Regions from separate parts of the Anser cygnoides genome. Here region 1 is linked to region 2. A link is a contact called in public Hi-C data. All regions are on one chromosome and are shown on one strand. The core of a region is the stretch at or near the end of the contact, and the rest is flanking DNA. Distances in the headings are between cores, read along the strand shown.

The links. Hi-C and Micro-C count contacts between places; a contact is called where the count stands out from the background.
Region 1: a Hi-C map of liver shows a contact between it and region 2, with 2.4 times the contacts expected there. The contact joins the promoter of TPT1 here to the promoter of CCDC122 in region 2. A contact is called at or near these places in 3 of 7 Hi-C or Micro-C datasets (granulosa cells and liver).

What each region holds. Positions count from the first base shown.
Region 1 is chr1:181,678,098-181,684,967 of Taihu_goose_T2T_genome, reverse strand. It overlaps TPT1 (tumor protein, translationally-controlled 1), which reads left to right and starts at 5,396. Exons shown (of 6, transcript XM_066988516.1): 1 at 5,396-5,567; 2 at 5,734-5,807; 3 at 6,166-6,356. The coding sequence starts at 5,540.
Region 2 is chr1:181,095,265-181,101,902 of Taihu_goose_T2T_genome, reverse strand. It overlaps CCDC122 (coiled-coil domain containing 122), which reads left to right and starts at 2,674. Exons shown (of 5, transcript XM_013179691.3): 1 at 2,674-3,046; 2 at 3,764-3,894; 3 at 6,111-6,509. The coding sequence starts at 3,781. All of the region lies in intron 1 of LACC1 (laccase domain containing 1), which reads right to left.

The DNA of each region.
Region 1 (6,870 bases), core at 4,147-6,646, 580 kb before region 2:
CCCAACGGGGCTGGCTAACCAAGGCCACAATTCAGCATAGGCAGAGGTGCTATTTGGCCTTAGAAAAAAAGCTGTTGGAATCGGGAGGGGGTTCCGGAGGTAGAAGTCATGACCTAGGATGAAGATCCAGAAAAAACAGCTAAGATATGAGATGGAACTGTGACGTTAAATAGGATGAATTACACCCTCATTTTATTTATTTATTTATTTACATATATATATATATATATTTTTTGCAAAGCAACTGAACCAGTCAGGTGTGCATTGATTCTGTTTTTGTGCATTAATTTATAGTTCTACTGCTCTGCTGTAAGTCCAACCGGTGAGCTTAGGGATCACTGCATGCAGATAGGGCAGAGTCTGACCACTGCAAACACAAGCACTTAAATCACAGCTCCCCTTTTCCTTCAGTTTGGCATGGAAGGAGGGAGCCCTTTCTCCCACATATCTCTAATCTGAGTCAAAGGACCATATAATTTTATATTCAAATAGGACTATAGTATGAAATTGTACCGGGATTAAAGCTTTGGGCGCTGCAGAACCTGAATGCTTCTCCCTCGGTGCACATAATTTCCACACACACCCATCTTGCCATGCAGGACAATGAGCACACTCCTCTCTGGCAACATCCCTTTTCCAAACCCTCTTGTCCATTCTAAATAGGGATATGAGGGAATTATTTTTATCCCAATTGTGTAACCATACTAAACAGGTGTAAATGACAGCACACGGCTCATCTAAGAGTCATTGGGCCACACAGAATAAGGCTAGAAAGGACCTGGGGGCAGGCTGTCTCTCTGTTGCAGGGCAGGATCGGGTTTTATCTGCCATTCATGATGGATCTGACATGATTCCTGATCTCACCTGAGGCAGTTTCTAGTCTAGCCTATCCTCAAAAGCCTGCAGGGACAGGGAAGGCTGTTGACAGTCCACTCATTGCTTCTCTACCGACAGTACAGGAACTGCCCAGTTCTCTGTCCTGTGCCTGCAATTGATCGTTTCTGCTCTGCGCTCAGGAACATAACACCAGAGGAGCCATACGGAGGCAAACCAAGATGCCTCTAGTGCAGCATCTGCTCGGTGTCCTCTGGCATTTGCCGGCAGCGGAAGCCTGGGGAAGAGCAGAGGGCCAGGGCCAGGGTAATGCGGCACTTCCCCCAGCACACCCCCTCAGCTTCCCGAAGCATGTGGCTCACAGCCTGTCTGAACCTCGTGTTGCTTCTTTGTGTTTAAAAGCCCTCAGGGGATTTTCCTTTAGAAAATTGGCCTGACTGCTCATTGGCCCACTGGCCTTGATAAAGTGTCTTCCACCTATTCAGGCCATTTGTCCAATGTGTAAAAATCAGCCAAGATCCAAGACAGGAGCAAAACTGGGCTTTTCTACCATAGCTCTAGTCAAATGGACAGCCAGTCTAAAACACGGCTACAGCTTTGGGCAGTACCCTTGCTTTAAAGTTCTTATCTTGGCAGTTTAAGTCCTGTTTTTACTAAAAAAGCACCAGCTGTGGTGCAGGCCAGCGTGACACCCTCACACATCCCCACTGGAAGGGCTCTAGGTAAGCTGAAATAGTGCTTTTGATGGCATGGATAAAAAGGCTTTTTGTTTTTATCCAGGGACCTCTCTGTCTGCCTGAAGAAGAGCAGCTAGCCAGCCTTAAGTGAAACAGAGCAGTGGGTGTAAAACCATGGAAGATGCAGAGGATTTTCAGGGACCTGGCCACAAGATGAAGAACTGCAAAAACTGTGAACATCAGAGTAATAAAATCTGCATTGCTTCTGAGTGCAGGTGGGATTGCTAAACAGAAGACCTTTCTAGCATTCTGAAAAGTGGTGCCTTTATCTATCTAATCCTTTATCTATGTAATCCGTATTCCACTGTGAGTAGGTTGGACCGGACAAACTACACTGGTAGTCAAAGCTCAACTCTTTCCAGTGCCTGTCTTGTGGTCTGGGATTCTGGCTTAGTACACTGCCAAGGGAGCTCCAAGTTACAAATATTGGTTTGAAATCCAGAAGTTCCCAATTACTGACAGGGACTGAAAGGGGGCACCCCAGGTACCTCCCTGGGGAATGAGCCAAGGCCTGAACATGGGGCTGGCGCAGTGGGGCCATGGCTGGGCAGGGCAGGACTGTGGGGAGCTGGAACCTGGCCCTGCTGTGGCCTCACTGGGGCAGGGGCTGATGGCCCAGGGTATTGACATCTGGTCCTTGGGGAACCAAGAACACTCTATTAAGTCTAGTACAAACCCTACCTAAACAACCATAGTGACTGCCTGGCTTGTCTTGTGTTGGTTAGTCTTCAATTTTTCAGTTTTTCTCCATCAGGTCATACACATTTCAGGTCCCTCTCCTTACATTCAATATCTGATGTAAAATGTTATCACTCCTCTGTGACTTTCACAGCCTCCTTAAAGGTTAGAACACACTGCCTCCATCCCTGCTCCACTGCCCAGCTTCACCTCTCTTCCTCAGCTTCATATCTCATTTATTCCCACACACTGCACCTCGCAGGTGGCTTAGTTGTGGGCAGGATCTCCTCGCTTTCCATACCATTCAAGGCAAGTCGCCATGATGGGCTGAAAGCATACTGTTTGCTTAGAGAAAGAATAGCAAAGTATCAGCTGTAGTCTGCCATTTTAATCCAAGACACAAGTAATTAGTTGAGCACAATGATCATCAGATGCTAATATTTAGTGTAATTGAGTAGCACTGCAGTAATTCATGACTAGCTGAGATGCATCTTCCATGAAAGAGGCTTCTTGCACAACTCTGTAGACACCTGCCTAGAAAATCCTGCTCAAACGATATTCAAAGGCTTATCTATAAAAACACAGGAATTTGTCAGCCCATGGGGATTTATATGTCTCCAGAGATGAGATGCACTGTCAGGAAAACCTGTCTTGTCATTTTAGATGTCAATCAGCATCTAAAATGCCCCCTGCTGCAGAGGGACCGCCTTTTTAGACAACTGCTTTGAAATGCATTAACCCTGGCTCAATGCATGAGGTGCCTACAGAGAAAGCAAGTGAGGAATACTAAAGTTTTCTTCAAAGAATGCTGTTTTCTGAAAAACTGTTTTTTAATGCATTTTCTAATCTATTTCATCACAAAGGATCAGCACGGTAAATAATTATCTGTTTACATGGCATCACAGGAAAATTCTCAGCACTAGTATCTCTGTGCTTATTGCAAAGCTGCCATGGTTTTGGCTGGGATAGAGTTAATTTTCTTCTCAAAGGCTCATATAATGCAGTGTTTTGGGTTTTTGATGAAAATAATGGTGATAACACACAGATGTTTTAGCTGCCGCTGAGCAGTGCTTTCAGAGCCAAGGACTGTTCAGCTCCTTGTGCTGCCCTGCCTGCGGGAGGTTGGGGCGCCCCAGGAGCTGGGAGGGGACACAGCCAGGACAGCTGGCCCAAACTGGCCAAAGGGATGTCCCATGCCATGTGGCAGCACACTCAGCAATAAGAGATGGGGGAAAGGAAGAAGGGAGGGCGTTAGGGGTGATGGCATTTGTCTTTTCAAGAAACAGTTACACGTGATGAGCCCTGCTTGCCTGGAAGTGGCTGAACACCTGCCTGCCGCTGGGAAGCGGTAAATCAACCCCTTGTTTTGCTTGGCTTGTGCGCACTGCTTTTGCTTTCCCCAGTAAACTGTCTTTATCTCAACCCACGGGTTCTCACACTTTTACCTTCCTGATTCACTGCCCCTTCCCACTGTGGGAGAAGTGAGCGAGCGAGCGGCTGGGTGGTGCTGAGCTGCCCACCCGGGTTAGACCGCAGCAAAGCCTAAAGCAATTTAAATATCACCAGGATTAGTCCCAGGATTTATTCACAGTTGTCTGCGTTTAAATCAGTTTTAGAAGCAACTCAGGTTAAAAGGGTGCAAAACCTTGTCAACGCTCCTAGTTTCATTTAAAGCTTTTAAAATTCGATGTTGATTTAGCTTAACTCCACATCAAATAGGTGTTCACACAGGAGCCTTGACCTATTTAACTGATGCATTTTAAACAAAAATCTCCCATTTCATGGCTGCAAGTCTGAATGTAGAGCTGCAGGAAAAGCCACCTGGAGGTCCATTTACTCTACCAGGAGTGCCAGAGGGTTTCTACCCTGACTCCAGTAAACAGGCAGTCACCGAATTTATACGAGGTTTCGATGCTACTATAGAAATATTCATTTTTTTCTAGAACAATCTCTTCAAAATGAAACCAAGCCGACGCACACCTACAAAGTGGATGTTTTTAGCTGCATATTAAGCTGCGGAGAAGGAGCCAAATGTTCTCCCGTCACTCAGCCCACTGCTAAAGATGTAAGCTGCTCTTTTTCCACTGTGGCAAGGCTCGCAAAGAAAGGGAATAGTTCTTATCAGGCCATCTGACACCGATTAAAAACACAAGTTTGGGGGCAGAAGCCCCTTCCTCAGGTCTGAAGTGGCCGTAGTAGTCTTGAAAGCAAAACATGGTGGAGAACAACCACTTATAAATTCAGATTATGTAAGCAGCTAGACCATCTAAAAAAAATTAAAAAAAAAAAAAGAAAAAAGGAATGAAAGAAAAAATAAAAGGCACTGATATATGGAGCAAAGGAAGGGATAGCAGGGGAGGAGGAGGAGATATAAAGAGGAGCTCTTCTGACCCCCACAAAGAAAGCAATGAGTAATTTACTGCCTGAGGAGGGTGAGGGACAGAGAAGTGCATCCTGTGAGGAGGATGAGGGACAAAGAATTGCATCCTGTGCCCTGCTATTCCGTATATCAATTCTGTGATTCCGATATCTCTGTCACGTCTGGGACTGTTGGCAGCATTAGGTGTTTTAAGTCCCATGATGTCTTCTGAAGGTTTTTTGTCAATGTCCCCTAAGAATCAGGGCTCAAGGGAGGTCTACATTTATTTTGATGGAGATAAGGTGATGCATGGAGGTGTGCGCAAGGGTGGTAAAACAAAGCCTAGGGCAGCATTACTGCCCTTATTATCCTGCCTTTCACCTCAGCCTGACTGCTGCGCCTAATCCTTGGAAGAAAAACAACATTTTTCTCTCTTTCCCCAGTCAGTCCATCAACAAGAAATGGCGTGTCTGTGTGCAAACCGACGTATCTGAGGGAAAAGGGAAAAGTAGTGGTAGGAGGAGCCTAACAACCTCTCAATCATTATTTTATTTAAGTATTATAATTTAATTAAATTATTATAATTTAATTATTATGACCGTTTATTGTTATTTTCAAAACACGGCCGAGCCCCTTGGCGAAGGGCATCGCCGTCAAGGGGGGGGGGGGGGGGGGGGTGTCACGAAATGGCGGCCGCGCGGGGGGCGCGCGCGCGCGTGCGCGGCGGGGTACGGAGGGCGGGCGGGCGGAGGGGGGGGCGGGAGCGCGCATGCGGCGCGGTGACGCGCCGGGGCCGTGCCCGCTATATGAGCCCCGGCAGGCGCTGACTCGGCCCTTTCCGCCTCGCTGCCGGCCGCCCGCCGCCCGCCGCCGCCGCGCAGAGCACTCCGGCCGCTCCTGCCCTTCCCTCCGCCTCGCCCCCGCCGCCGCCATGATCATCTACCGGGACTGCATCAGCCGTAAGGGGACGGGGGGGGGGGGGTGAGGGGGGAGAGGGTGAGGGGACGGGGAGCGGGCCTGGGCCGGGAGCGGGGCCGCGCATGCCCGCGGGGGGGGGGGGGGGCCCGGCCCCGAAATGGCGGCGGCTGACGGGCGCTGTGTGTGTGTGTGTGTGTCTCACCACAGAGGACGAGATGTTCTCGGACATCTACAAGATCCGCGAGGTGGCGAACGGCCTGTGCCTGGAAGTGGAGGGGAAGGTGAGTGGGCCCACGGCCTTCTTTTTGGGGGGGAGATGGGGTGGGGAGAAAAGGCTGGGTTTTGTTGGTTTTTGTTTGTTTTTTTTTTTGGGGGGGGGGGGGGGGGGGGGCAGTTCGAGGGGTGCCTCAGAGGGGTTGGGGGGGACACAGAGGGACCGCAGCCTGTAATAGGGCTGTGGCCAGGCCCCAGGAGGGGAGCCTGGCCCAGGGACACCCCGCTCGGGCTGCAGTCTGTGTTCTTGCCTCTAGCTGTGGCTCTGAAGTCATGCCCTGCTGTCAGGCCGTAGATGTGTAAGAAGAGCAGGAGTGTCGAGGTTTTTCGCAGAGCCTTGAAGTTTTTTGATGTCTCTAAATCTAGATGGTCACCAGGACAGAGGGTCAAATTGATGACTCTCTAATTGGTGGCAATGCCTCTGCTGAAGGTCCTGAGGGAGAGGGAACAGAAGCCACGGTCATAACTGGTGTTGACATAGTAATAAACCACCATCTTCAGGAAACCAGCTTTACAAAAGAGTCGTACAAGAAGTACATCAAGGACTACATGAAAGCGTAAGTGCGGGTGGGCTTTTTCTCTGGGTGGGACTGCAGGGTTCCTAGGTGACAGATCTTAAAAATAGCGTTGAGTTTTTTTTCTTAGTAGATGTTAGTTCTGATGCAGGTGCCAAACTGGCTGTGAAATTCGGTGATGTCTTAATACTTGGCAAAACTGAAGCTCTAAAGAATCAATACTGGACTATCTAAGCTTATCTTGGCTGAGGTAGAAGACCAGATCACATGCTTTGGGTAGTATTTGTAACCTTGTTGTTTTCTTTGATTCCTCTGTGCCAAACATTTGTGTGGAGGGGGGTGGGGTGGTAAAGGAGAGCTTCCTGAACTAGACAACTTAAATGTCCAAAGCTGTGTGTAAGATGGAGCTGTTTGCTAGTTCAAAATGTAGTTCCTATTGCTCAGACTTTGGTGGGCTGGCATTGAAGGTGAAAATGCTTTTTCTGTGATGCTGATGGATAATACTCCTGGTGTTCTAGAAATGACTTTTTTTTTGTCTAGCACAAACCCACAAGTA
Region 2 (6,638 bases), core at 1,425-3,924:
AATGCAAAGTGAACATAGAAAAGAAACTATGAAAGACGTAAAACCAAGTGGTGGAGAAGAGACAGCTCAGAAAGACATCTAAAAAGCAACTTTCAGAAAACCCAGAGGTCCAGTCCTGAAAATTCTCTGTCGGTCTAGACAAGATTGCTGGCAATTTCCTGCATCTGTGAGTCCTACAGATCATCTTATCTTACAGAAACTCAGAGAACTGACATTGTTCTGGGAAAATAGAACAGGAAAGAAATATTTAACATCATGCCAGAGAGAGATGCCCAGAGAAAACATTAAAGCAGTCCAAATCAACAGGGATGAGAGCACACTTGCAATAAAGCTTCAACAACAAAGCAAAACAAACAAACAAACAAAAAAACTTTAAAAACCTCTTAACTTGGATTAAAATAAAACATTATGCCTCTCTTAACTTAAGGGTATTTAGGAAAGGTGGAAGAAACAGAAATCAGCACTTAAAATTAAAAAATTGAAGTACACACAGTTTTTATAAGTAAAGTCAAGAGTTTAAAACACAAAAATTACTTACAACAGGCAGTCAATCCTTTTAACTTCTTGCAAGATATCATCTGCTATAAACACACTGCCAGCTTTATATATGTATCTCACTTCTCACTGTCAGTCTTGCAGCTGATTTGTACAAGATGGAAATTCCTATTCTAGGTAAGATTGGAGTGGGAACCTGTATTTCTTCTTCGTGATGAGACCCTGCTTTGTTGCTGTCACTATCCCCAGGAAATAACAAACTGTACTGAAAGGCATCACCGTGATTAAGGATTAAACCCGGAAGCAGCATTAACCCTGCCATGTAACTTACTGCTGTCATCACGCGTGCCAGTGCATTTGCTTAGCACCATCTCAGATTCAGAGACGTATGGCAGAACAAGAATACAGAGAAGTTAAGGGGAAACTTGTGCAGACCAAAAGTTTCCTTTTCTGAGGGATCTATAAGGCAAGGCACGCGTACTGGCATGTTCCAATGAAGGATTTAGCAGTCAGGCAAGAAAAAGCACAGTCAGAAAGGCTCCGACAGAGGTTAAGAGATGCCAGTCTTCACTGCCACCGCCTGAAATGAGGAAGGAAACTTCTCTTTGGAGCAGTGAGAAATTTTGCAGCGCTTGGTAAAAAAAGCCAGTGTTTTGACAGGGCAATTCAACAGTCAGAAGGCAAGTAGGGGAACGTGGAATTTGTATCAGGGTTTGTCCAAGAATCATATGGTAATAAATACATTTTCTCAGCCTTGCTAAAATCATTGTCATAGCAATGATAAGCATATGACAACTGAAGAAACAGACACAAAAAATTAAAATATTTTTTCCATGAACAGAGGAATCTGTAAAGTCAAATTTCCTACAAATTGCTCTCCTATGACTCCTGTCCCTTCTTTCTCTTCAAACTGAAATACACCTACATTTCTGCCAGGTCCAGGACACACCTCTGGAGTCCCCTGCCATTTCCCTTTTTGTATTGTCTTCCAGCATACACTGGGCAAAGGGATGAGAGCTGAACTCTTCCAGCATTCAGTCCCAAAGGGAACTGATGTGGGTATCTTGTCCTTCCTCTTCTGCCCAGTGGAGAAAATTTACATGAAGTACATTTTCAATTTTCATGAAGTTTGCAGAAAGCAGTTATCTTTGAGGCTTTCAGCCCACTGTCAAATGTGTTTGAACTAGGGCATGGCATTAAAAATTAACAGCAGGGGCTTGACAAAGAGAGACAAACAAAGCAATTTTCTTTCCTTTAATCAGACTAAGGAAGAAAAAAAAAGACTTACAGGGATTATTTTCAGTATAGAGTGCTGTAAAGGGATAAAGAAAAGGTCTGAAAATTGTCAGGATACAAAACAATACTGAAAATGTCAAACTGGGATTACTTCTCCAGCTGGTGTATTATACTGAGTTTCTGCCATCTCATAAAAGGGATGAAATAAACCCACCATATGCAGAGTCTAGCTGTTAAATTAAAAAAAAAAGTGGAATTTAATGTTAAAATTATTTAGCCTGGAATTGTGAGGAATATGTGTGTAGGCAAGATGCGTCCACGACTGCACATTAAGACTAGAGGGAATGGCCTCAAGTTGCGCCAGGGGAGGTTCAGGTTGGAAATGAGGAGACATTTCTTCTCAGAAAGAGCAGTCAGGCACTGGGACGGGTTGCCCAGGGACGTGGTGGAGTCACCGTCCCTGGGGGTGTTCAAGGGAAGGTTGGATATGGTGCTTACGGACATGGTTTAGCGGGTGACATTGGTGGTAGGGGATGGTTGGACCGGATGATCTTGGAGTTTTTTTCCAACGTTTATGATTCTTTATTTTTATTTTTTGGAACTCAACAGCACTCAGAAAAACTTAGGTCCTCTGCAGTGCATATCGAACACTAACAAATGATGACAGAAAACACAGTTTAATACAACGCCACTCGCTAACTCTGGGGACATAAAGGCGCCCAGGAGCCATATAAACGTGCCCCAGCCGCGGGACAAGCCAGGCTGCCCTTCCCCTCTCAGCCCCACGGCGCAGCCCCCACCCCCTTTCTGACAGGCTGCGTCGTTCCCCACGCTTCAGCTCTGTCTCCTGCTAGGCACGGCCGCCCTCCCCCGGTCCCCTAGCGCCGTTTGGAAGCCGGCAATGGCCGCCTCCCCTCACACCGCCTTCCTCCCCGAGGTTCCCCGTCCGCCCCCAAGCGCCTGAGGCCGCACCGCCCCACGGCCCCATGCCCGGCGCTCCCCGGCGGTTTGGGCGGGAAGGGGCGGGGGCGGCCATTACAGCCTTCCTGAGGGGGACGGAATGTGCGGGGCGCCCGCCTGGCTCCGTTCCTCTTCCTACGATTTTTGGGTGTTTGGGGCTCTGTGCCACAAGGGGAAGGGCTCCTCCGTGCTGAGGGGTGTGAGGGTGCTGGGGGAGCGCGGTAGAGGGGAGAAGTGAGGGATGGCCGCACGACAGTAGCAACAGCCCTACATACGAAATGACAAAGGTGGTTTCCTGGCCGAGCATACCAGCTTGCAGACGCAGTTCATCTGTGTGCCTTCTAATACGCTGAAGGTGCACTTTGTGGCAAGTCATATTTGCATGTTTTCAACACAATTTAGTTCCACTTTCTATTACAATACAGATTTTCTTCATTAATTTATGATATCTGAAGTGATACCAAGATGGTACTAAAAGCTTTCTAGTCATTGGGGTTTCTTTGTAATGATACTGGTTTGTGGTTTCCAGTGTGACAGCTTTCTCCATTTATTTTCTGTCATAAATTAAGGATAGTTTAACAGATAGTTTTGCAGTATGGTAACTGCAATAATGTAAGCATTCAGGCTAAATATGAATATATGCTTTAAATTGCATTTAAGATGTCTGCAGTAACATGCTCTATGTCACCCTGCTTGAGCAGAGGAGTTGGACTAGATGGTCTCTGGAAATCCCTTCCAACCTCAACCATTCTGTGATTCTGTGTTTCTGTGATTTAAAAAAAAAAGGACCTGTTCTTTGGAGAAGCCAGAAGAATATTGCAATATTTTATTTAATAAAACTCTGGAAGATAGAGTTCTGATTCTCAATCATCATCTTTGAGCATCTGCCCATTGGTAACCTCTTCTTGGTAATAAAAAATGAACAAAACCAAATTGAGTGTATATGATTATGTACATATAGCTAAACAAAATGTAGCATAGGGAAGTCCTTAGTATTGTACTCGTACGTTAACAGTTACCAATTAAACAGAATGTTGATAACACAATTCGCTTCTCTTTTATGTCTTTGTAGGTCAACTCTTCTATAAAATGGCCAAGCAGAATTATCAATCACTAACTGAAGTGGTAAAACAAGTTGCAGAGCAGCAGCATTTACAGTCATCAGAGATAGAAAAAAACAAAGCAGTTCTTTTCCAGTTACAGGTAATAAGCTTTCTTTAGAGGAGTTTAATTCATTTAATTTATTCATTAGTTGAGGAAGTATTCCTGTGAACAAGATAAGGTGATTGTACATTTTTTTCTGAGTGTTTGCATTTAACTGTAAGGCAGCTGTTCTATTCCACTGTGTGGTATTTAGGCCTTGCTGAAACTGCATGTGCATCATTATTTGGAAGGTTGCTCCTTAGCTAAGACTTCATTAGAGTAAGTTTTAGCAGAAGTTTTTATTTATTATTACTTTGAGAAAAAATGCTGAAATAGCCACAACATTAAATAATCAACATAAAGTTAGAGCTTTTTGCATTTAAAAAAAAGAAAAAAAAAGATTTTGAAAGCATCCCTTTTATCAGGTTTTCCAAAACTATCCTTTTTTCTTAGCATACAGAATGCTTTTTTTTTTTTCAGAATATTTTTTCTCTGCATGTTTAGCGGATGTCCATTTTTATTTTAATTATTTTTATTTTTAATTATTTTGTAAAACGTTAGATATGTGTAGTATTCCTGAAGACTAAGTAATCATTTCTGTTACAATCTCTCACAGAATTTGTTAAGCCTTCAATTGTCATTTAAACTTTGAGACCAAAAATGTCTGTCAAGAGACATACATTTAAGTATGAGGAAAACCACAACAGTGTTCAGACATTTTTGAGCATGAGAGAATGCAAAAGGAAATCCTATTATAATATCTGCAAATAGCTCTACAACTGAAATAACTGATATTTGAAATGTTGCACAAAGATATCTTATCTGAAAGAGCAGTGAAGACTTTTATTGGTTAGGAAAGTCTAATAACTGGCCACACCTTGCAAGAAGATTTCTTCTAATAATATACTGTAATATTTTGATGATATTATATTAATAATATTTCTGTGACATACTATGACGATGTAACAATTAACTTATGATCAAGCAATTAAGAGTTTCAGTTTTCAAAAACACACAGAACTTTACAGTCCTAGATAATTAATTTAGCTAATTTCTTTTCTTCCTCTCCAACACCTTTCTTTTTCTTAAAAAAAACTCACTACCATCACCACCACCACCACCAACAAAAAAAAACAACACACAAATGTTAGGAAATTCCGTACAAACATTATTGTTAGCAGAACAACTAAATTAAGTAGTTAGGAACTGAATGCAGAACCGCTTGTTCACCTTCCAGTCTATTCCCATATGTATGTGTCACAGTAGACATGTAAGACTGTAATTTCCTTTCCAAAATCGAAGATCTTTTCCATTAAGATCTTTTGTTCCCAGTAAATGGTGGCAGAGATACTGATCCTGCTAAAACTGTAACCCAGGATCTCCAAATTAAAAGTTATGCAGAAACATTTTGTTCTTAACAGTTGATAATGCCTTATTCTGTTCAAAGCATTGAATAGGATACTTCATAGCACACATAAATGCTTCCATTAGAGAAAAGATAATAGGCAGCATAAATCACAGTGCAAATTCTCTCACTTAATACACAATAGTTGGCTGTTACTTGGGGTGGGATTAATCACAGCAAACTTGCATCACCTACAAATCAGATGTTAAACCCATATTAGTCATCCAGGCTACCTCTGTAGTCAACAAAGGGAGACAAACATTTCTGAGGCAGCAATTCAACCCTCCCATCTTATGATGGCACGAAGTACTGCTTCCTGGAGCTGTTTGCTTCTCATCAGTGAGAAGATGTAGAGGCCTTTGTAGGACTAGGTGCCTATTTCTTAGAAGTTTAAAAATAGCTGGGATTAATCTTAATCTCAAATTTCCAGTGATGAAGACAGGATAAAGACTTCAGCAGAACAGGCTAGTTAGGCTCCATCACCCATCCATGTGTTTCTGTGCGTGTGTGTAAGTATGGGTTTGGTACCATGTGGTTTTAGTCTGATTTGGGCTAAAAGAGATTCGGTCTCTAAACAAACTTTAAGATTGGGTTTGATCCGTCAAGTACTATGTATCTTGTAAATATGGGGAAGTCAAAGTAATTTGGATAATACTTCATTTCATATTTTAGACTCAATCTAAGGTGGAAGTCTAAGCTATTCCTCCATTATGTCTCTAAGGTGATGATTTTAGGAAATAATAACTTTAATTCAAACCCCGTTAAGAAAGTGAAGTTTCTGTTAAAGAAATATAAATTACAGTGCTTAACTAGATACCTGGCATCCTCTCAAATAAAAATACTCTTAACTGAATGCTGAAATATTTTACAGGCTAAGTTTCAGGAACTAGAAAAAGAAATGAATTCTATCCTGTTACAAACAAAAACAACAGAAAGGGAAATATATCTGCAAGACGATGCCATAGAAGTGACAAAGTATCACTGCGAAAACCTGGAGGCCCAAGTCAGAGCCCTATATTCTGAAAATATGAAGCTGAGGTTTGATGCAGAAACAATACAGGAAGAGTATGAGATGACATTTGCAAGAAATAGCGAATATCGTGAAAAAATAAAGGCTCATAAAAATCTCTTTTGGGAGATGGAAAGTAAAATGCCAGTTATGATTGAGCTTGCTAAAAAGAAAGCCATCGTTACAGAGCTGAGGACAAAGAAAGAGCAGTTAATGCGTGATCTCCAGAATCCAGAAGGCTCTGTTATAAGGAAAGTGCAGGTACTATACTTCCTCTTTGATTGATTTCATTTTGTGTGAAGTAATTTTGGCATAGTTTAATATGATTATTTTGTCTGATAAGTTTACATCCACGATGAATTGACTAGGGGAACAGAGATTCATTTAAAA